Regions from separate parts of the Rattus norvegicus genome. Here region 1 is linked to region 2. Evidence: chromatin contacts called from public Hi-C data. All regions are on one chromosome and are shown on one strand. The core of a region is the stretch at or near the end of the contact, and the rest is flanking DNA. Distances in the headings are between cores, read along the strand shown. Region 1 holds the start of Adam12 (ADAM metallopeptidase domain 12). Region 2 overlaps Adam12 (ADAM metallopeptidase domain 12).

The links. Hi-C and Micro-C count contacts between places; a contact is called where the count stands out from the background.
Region 1: a Hi-C map of the A7r5 cell line shows a contact between it and region 2, with 5 times the contacts expected there. The contact joins the promoter of Adam12 here to the enhancer-like site in region 2. A contact is called at or near these places in 5 of 12 Hi-C or Micro-C datasets (the A7r5 cell line, the Rat2 cell line, Schwann cells and 2 more).

What each region holds. Positions count from the first base shown.
Region 1 is chr1:198,442,180-198,446,090 of GRCr8, reverse strand. Adam12 (ADAM metallopeptidase domain 12) reads left to right here and starts at 2,411. Exons shown (of 23, transcript NM_001427293.1): 1 at 2,411-2,720. The coding sequence starts at 2,630. LOC134483951 (a long non-coding RNA gene) reads right to left here and starts at 1,212. Exons shown (of 2, transcript XR_010061156.1): 1 at 1,080-1,212.
Region 2 is chr1:198,322,137-198,326,086 of GRCr8, reverse strand. All of the region lies in intron 3 of Adam12 (ADAM metallopeptidase domain 12), which reads left to right. Among named protein-coding and RNA genes, the nearest start is that of Adam12, 120 kb to the left of the region's middle. Within about 2 kb of position 2,181, at least 8 of the 93 cell types and tissues checked have an H3K27ac peak or open chromatin away from gene starts, as enhancers often do. A contact at or near this core is called in the A7r5 cell line, where this site is marked.

The DNA.
Region 1 (3,911 bases), core at 1,162-3,661, 120 kb before region 2:
CTAGAATGTATGAATAAACCATTTCTTTATCCGTGGTTTGGGCTAACAGCTATGCCCATCCTAAAGCCATTCTGTCCTGGTGACCTCGAAGGAAATCATTCCCAAGCCTTTTGCTTTTCGTCTCTCTCACACATCTCTCTCAGCAGTCTTGGAATTAACTAAGCTCAGAACTCTCTGAGCTTGTCCTTTTGGACCTCTCTCCCCCAGCAGAGCCCGGATACAGAATCCCCAACATCTTTACTGAGCACCCTGGAGGAGCACGTGGGTGGGAAGACCCTGCACCAGGGCCTCAGTTCAGTTCCTCCTTAGAGGCGTGACTTAGCAGACGCTAAGAGGCCAGGTTTCATCTCAGGGTCAAACATACACTGCTCCTAAGACAGGTCTGAAGCTGGGCTCGTGACTGTATGGCTATTGGAAAGCCACTTAGCTCCTCTGTGTGCTGTATTTTGTTTGTCTATACATTAAAGGGAAATGATGTAGGTGATAGCCTTTATCACACATCACGTGAAGACCATATGTCATACATTATAATGTGATAAGCAAGCAAACCTGGCTGCTGTTGACTGGGTTATCGGGCACACACTGCCCAATCATGGCGGTTTACTGGCTTGTTCTCTAAGACTGAAAAGCCTGCCCGTTGTGGGTGGTGGCACAAGGAAGACAGAAGTAGGCACGTCCTGGTGAGTTTAAAGTCAGTGTGGTCTGCACAGTGGGTTCTAGGACAACAGTGGGGCTACATAGAGAGACCCTGCCCAGAAAAGAACAAAAAGATAGACGAGCCTTTGAAGGTGAGAGACATTTCTCTACAGCTTGATTTCTCAAGCCCCTAATGGAACATTGTTAATTCTGATTGACTAAACACCAGGACGATGTACAAGCAAGGGTGGCTACCAGCTGGGATGACTTCAAAGGGTACCTGTTCTGACTCTAGTATGAAGCCTCTCACTTTTAAGGTCCTATGTCATTCTTTTGAAGTGAGAGACTGCTGCAGACCACTGCTGGTGAGAGGCAGCTGGTAAGGCTACTTTCCAGGGAGGTGGTCAAGAACCCAGCCTTCCCCAATCCCACTCTCCTCTTACCGTGGACCTATTCCAGAAGAGGGCAAGTCGTAGGATCAGAACAGAATCTCTGTTCAGCCGCAGTGTTATCAACTGAGGCTTTGAAAACTGCCAGGTCCAAGATGGGTTCTGAATTCATTGGCCTGGATGGAGGTCTTGAACCCTTACAAGTTCTAAGAAATTCCCATGTTAGGGACCACAGTGGCTGTTATTCTCCAGATGTGTTGCTGCTCTGTCTGTCTGGCCCCTGCTGCTTCTTACTTGGTTCTAAGGAACCCAGAGTCCTTTTAGGAAATCTGAGGGGTTGATGAGGAGAAGGCAGAGAGAGGACACAACTACAACCCTGAGATGAGGCCCTCCATTCTCTTACTGGTGCTTGCCTAGCTGTGCTCCTGAAGAACAGCTCATTCCACAGATGTAGGAGAATGCCTGGCAACTGATACTTCTCTCCAGTCAGGCCTTGCCCACCATCTTTTTTTGTTGTTGAGGCAGAACCTCACTTTGTAGTCCAGATTGGCCCAGAACTCACTGTGTAGCCCCTTGTTAGCCTCAAACTTGCAGTAACTCTCCTGTCTCGGCCCATCAAATGTTAGGATTAAGAGCACTAATCAACAAGCCAGGCTGCAATTTGCATCTCTAACCAGCCAAGCATAAGACTGGTGAAGTTTGGAATGTATCTGGACCCTTTTCCTGGGTCTAGACAACTGAAAGGAAACTTTGGCCAATCTATCAGTCTCAAAAACAGAGCACCACACCAAAAAACGCTGTGCCCAAGTGTCTGCTACTATAAATGCAATCTTATTCCTTAGGTGTGAGGTACTAGTTTGGTGGTTTGGGACGCGGCAGCCACAGGCTGCCTGGTTGTGGACCACATCCCAGACCTGTTCCTCAGGTCCCGCCGATACCCAGCTAGCCAGCAGCTAGCAGCCCAGTCATCCTTTCCAGCCTCAGTCTGGAAAGCTGGACCCCGGCGCCGCGTGTGCTCTTGGCTGCCGGCGCCCAGGGCCCCGTGGCCACATCATCCTGAGGCTGGGAAGTGTGCGTTCTCGCGCCTTTGCGCCACGAAGCCGGGTCTACGCGGCGTCCCACACAAGGGGTCTGGGGGCATCCTGCATCTAGCCACCCCGGAGAGTGGATAGGACCCGGGCGGTGGGGGACCCCAGAGCGGTCTCTAGGACCCGCGGGACGCCGCAGGCGGGCGGGGTGCGGGGGAGACGCTAATTTGTTCCGTGGTAATGAGAACGGCGACTGCTGGCCGCGGATCCATTGCACAGACCCGCCCTCAGATCGCTGGTCCCCGGCGCCAACTCGGACAGGCTGCTCATTTATTGCAACGGTCAAGGGCGGCTCGTGCCAGAGTAGCGCGCGCGCGCACGCACACACTCGGGGAGGGGAGAAAGTTTTTTTTTGAAAAATGAAAGGCTAGACTTGCTGCTCCGCGACCCGGGCGCTGCGCGAGGGGGTCGTGGCAGACTCGGGGCAGTAGGACGTCCACCGGCTCGGCGCCCGCGTGGGATGCTGCAGCGCTGGTCGCGGGGCCCCTGAAGCAGCTGCACGCCAGGCCGGCGACAATGGCAGAGCGCCCGGCGCGGCGCGCGCCCCCCGCCCGCGCCCTCCTGCTGGCCCTGGCTGGGGCCCTGCTGGCGCCCCGTGCAGCCCGAGGTAAGTCACCCGCACAGGCGGCTGCCTGCGCGTCCCATCTCAGCCACCTCGCGACAAGCCGGGGTCTCCGCAAGTGCCACAGCGGCAAGGAGAGGAGACGCACCAGGGCGCATCTGAGGAACCCCTCCTCCATCCCCGCTCAGGCTCCCGGCGCTCCGACACTGGTTACCCCTGCCAGGTGCCCACTCCGGGGGTTGGGGTGGCACAGGGGAAGAAGACGTTTTGCTCGCGGACCTTGAAGCTGCTAGTGTCTGAATGAAAAGGCATAGCCTCGCCTCTTGGAGTGACATTTGCTCCTAAGGCTCTTAGTGTCTTGACAGTTACACGTGTCTCCTGGGAGGGTGTGCGTGGGGTCGTTTTACTGATCCAGTGGGGTAGTGAGTTCCTTCACCAGCTTCGGAGTCAACTCCCCACGAAGTTTCCTTTCCACCCCCCACTCTGACACAGCCGGGAGACGCAGAGGACGCGCCCCGCCCCCATCACAGGTGTACCCGCGGCGCTCTTTACTCTTTTTTTGTTTCATCTGGAGATTTCTGGCTTCCCTCCCTAATTGTCAGTAAGGATCAAACTTTAACAGAACTCCTCTCTTGCTCATCGTTAGCAAATAAGGGCTTACACCAAGACCTTGTGTAGCACGAGAACCCACTTCAGAGTTTAACGAAAGTGTATACATTAAAGGAGTTTTTACAGACTTGTATTTTCCGGAGTTGAATCTTCCTAAAGCCGGGGCACCTGTGGACCCTGTTCCTATAATGAGAACTCACAGCAGGTGCCTTTTTAAAATTCCGGAGCTTCCCCGGTCACCCTCGCTGCCGGCCCCCTTTAGCCACTAGGGGCGCTGTTCACCAATGAATGATTCGCCCTGACCTCCAACTCTCATTTCCGTGATTCTAGGTAATCAGGCGTTTAGTTTCCGACAACTAGCTAGCCCTCCTTCATCAACTGTTTCCAACAAGAAACATTTTATTTCTTAATTGTCACTGTCACCCTCGACCCTCCAGCATGTCTTACCATAACGTAACCAAATTCTAGCTCCCATAAATACCGACACAGCAAAATAGATCAACCTGGCAAATTGGTGATTGAATTAGACGGTTGCACATCAGTGAAAAAGGCTACAACACCGAAGCCTATTTAGCGAACTCTGGGACCTGCAGATGAAAACCGCAGTCTAAGGTGTTTTTGAGAGAG
Region 2 (3,950 bases), core at 932-3,431:
GTATGTGGAGCGAAGCCAGTAAGCAACACCCCTCCTTGGCCTCTGTGTCAGTCTTGTCTCCAGGTTCCAGCCCTGCTTAAGTTTCTGTCCTGATTTCCTTTGATGATGAACAGCAATGTGAAATGTAGGCCAAATAAACCCTTTCCTCTCCAACTTGCTTTTCTGGTCATGGTGTTTCATAGCATCAATAGAAACCCTAGGACACCACTAGTTGATCCCCATTGCTGGGAGCTATATTAGGCACTTTTCCTATTCTGAGATAAAAATGCCCAAAGCTCTCTAAGGAAAAAGGATGGATTTACTTCAGATTACAGTTAAAGAGTATAGCCCATCAAAACAGGAAGTCATGACAGCACCTTGAGGCATCTGATTATACTGCTTCCACAATCAGGAAGCAGAAAGCAATGAATGCCCATACTCCACTATCTCACTTCTTTTAGGCACTACAGGACCCAAGCCTCGGGTATGTGCTGCCATCCTTCATAGTGGTTTTTTGTATCCTAATTAGCCAAATCAAGACATGCTTAGAGGCTAACCTAATCTGAACAACCCCTTATAGGTGTGCCTGGAGGCTTGTCTCTTGGGTGATTTCTAGGTCTGTCAGGTCGACAGTTGATACTATCCCAGGAGGGGATGCCCTAGTGTTTCTAGGTGTCTCCATGGTAGGACTCTATGTTACAATCCCACTTTCTTCTTTCTTTTTGTGTTCACTCCTGCTTAGCACCTCCTCAACACTCCTCATCCTATATTGCAGGCTTCCTCCACTCCTTATCATGCATTGCTGGCTTCTCCTCCACAGCCAACACCTCCATGTCTCTGCCCTCAATGCTCTCTTGTCTAGTTCCACCTGTGTTAGTGATGGGATTTTTATCACCATGACCAAAGTCCTTAGAAAAAGGTTAAGGGAGGAAAGATTTGCTTCTGACTTGTGCTTTCAGGAGTTTTAGTCCATGGTCAGTTGATTGTTTTGCTTCTAGGCCTGTGCTGAGGCAGCTCATTGTGGTGGATGAATGTGGCCAACTTGCTTACCTCATGATAGCAAGAGTAAAAGAGATGGAGCAGGAAGGATCTGGGGCCAAAATATATTCTACAGTGGCGCATTGCCAATGAATGCTATGAGCTTTGTTTTCAGCAGTTCCACTCAGTCAGGGCTTCTCAACCTGTGGGTCTCAACCCCCTCAGGGGTCACATATCAGATGTGCTGCATGTCAAATATTTACACTTTGATTCCCAACAGTAGCAAAATTTAGTTACAAACTAGCAATTAAATAGTTTTAGGATTGGGGTCACCACAACATAAGGAACTGTATTCAAGGGTCACAGTATGGGGAAGGTTGAGAACCGCTGTTCTAAATAGTCTGTTCAGATCCTGAATCCAGCAATGACTCAGTGTCCTCCTGATCGAAGGAAACACGGCTGGAAACACCCTCACAGACATGCTCAGAGGCTAGTCTATTAATGTAAGTTTCTCAGTCCAGTCAAGTAGACAATCAAGATTAGACACCCATCCTTTCCTTCACTTGGTGCATTGCCATCTATATAGTCTCAAGCGTACAGCCTGAGACCACCTTCTCCAGAGCTTTTCGTGTTGTTTCTAAGCCTCCTGTCTTATCCCAATTCAAGTGGAGTTTTCCCCTTCTCTTGTCCCATGCAGCTTTGTCATAGTGTGTGCTTTTCATTGTCCCTATTACTAAGATTGAAGGTACTAATGGTATACAAGCTACTTGGGAGCTCTTTATGGGGTCCTCAATGTCAGACACATACAATAATAGATATCAGTAAAAGCTGCGTAGATTTTAAGCTGCACTTAACCTGCTAGAGGAGCAGATTTAGGGCCCCACTGTTTAGCTAAGAGTATAATCTTCCTATGGCAGTTACCATGATTCCCCAACACATACTTAGTCAAAGATTTCCAGAAACTTTCCAGGCCTGTTCTTCCACTTCGAAGAGCATCCCTTGCCCTCCCTCACAACCTCTTATCAGCAGGCTGTGTTTGTTACCTCCAATATAGGCAGTATGGTAAGGAGCCAATGACTCATGTTTGTTCCCCAGATGTCTTTTACTAGTGGTCTTATCTCTCAGCGTGTTGTTCGGGCCAGATGAAGGTACAGGCTGTGCTACAGATGTCTCATGATTACTACCAATGCTGGACTAGAGGCATACACAATACTATGCATCAGAGACACATTTGATGAATTGTTTAGATATCTTAGCCTTCGTTTCTAAGTACTCAAGACAATCTAGCCCACTATTTTATGGCTGAACACTTATCTTTGAATCACCACAGAATAACCAAAACATGAGTAGGCAGTCTGGAAATGACGAGAATTTAAGCAACAGGAATTTTCTACTCCCAGCTCACCACCAGATCTGAATAGTACTATGAATTTTTGCTCAACTAGTCAATGTAGGATTTGAGAAACTTGTTGCAGTCAGTCACTAGAGTCATACTTGTTTCCCTGCAAGAACGCCATTACCATCGTAACTCTGTCAAAGGCCCTTTTCCCTCCAAGCTGCAAGCTAGACTAAGGATAGAGATGTCAGCACCATCTCCCATCCGGGAACTTCACCAAAATGCTTAGATATTTACATGTCTCTGAGAAATAAGGCATGTTTTATTGTAGGTGTTTTCATTTTCAAATAGCCAGCATTAGTGATGAAGGATGGAGCTCAGTTGAAAGAGTGCTTGCCTAGCATGTGCAAAGCCCTGGCTTCAATTTCTAGCACTTCATTAAACCAGATGTAGTGGTTGGTACATGGCTGTAATGTCAGGACTTAGGTAGAGGCAAGAGGATTCAGAGGTCAAGGTCATCATTGACTACATTTGGAGATAAAGGACATTTTAGACTACATGAGACCATGTCTCAATGCATAAACAAAAGGAAGAAAAGGGGTAAAAAAGCAAAACCCAGAAATTTAAGAATGTATGGTTTACTCATTCAATGAAGTCAATATGAATTCCTCAAGCTACCCCTATATCATGCTCCCAACACACACACACACACACACACACACACACACACACACACCACTAGAAGTTGCTTTCATTGAGTCTACATGGAGATTAACATTATTAGTCCCTGCCTCCCAGAGTGCTAAGAGAAGTTTGGAAGATGTGTGAGCTGAGTGAACACAAAGTAAGAATCAATAAATGCCCAATCTGGTTTCAATTACACACTTATTACTAGTCATTTCATTTGCCTGCTGCAGAATCATCCAGGAATTAAGCAGAAGAAACCTAGCAAAAAGATTTGATGGCTAGGCCACTCTAGGTGGGATTCTTACAATATTGTCCCTATTGCTTGAGCATGGATGAGTGATAACATAATATGAGTATGCTCCTTGCAGTGTCCTGTAGCCATCTCAGACGCTCTGGACATACAGATGTGATGAATATGTCTAGAGGGGAAAAAGGAAGGAAGAGGTAAAGTTATGAAGTGAGTATACATGGGTAGAGGGCAATTTCCCACAAGGGTTGGCTATGCCTCCCTCTACACGGCCTTGATTAGGTTCCATCCCTGGCATTGGGAGCTTCCACAAGGAGAAGAAAGTTGCATGAGATCTTGAGAGTCTACTGCATCTTGTGATAGAAAAAAGAGGCATGTACGTGGCACCACTGTGTACTGTTCTTTTCCATGTCAAAGTCCACAGTTAAATTATGTGTCTACCTATTTCTGCCCCAGCACAGAGACTTTGGCATCCTGAGGAGCCTGGGGTTCCAGCCATGGCTTTGTTTGTTATTTGTGTAGAAATTCCATACCTGTTCCAACTCAAAGAAAGCAAACTCGCTCTTTATTAAGCAGGTTCACACAGCTTGGGTCAGACGCTTTGCTGAGACCCACCGTGGACAGGCAGAGGCTTGCTTCACTAACTGCTGTGTTTGCAGGATCTCATGGAGGGGAAGCAAGCCCCCACTCCCCTGTGCCACAAGAACTGCTTACATTGTGCTT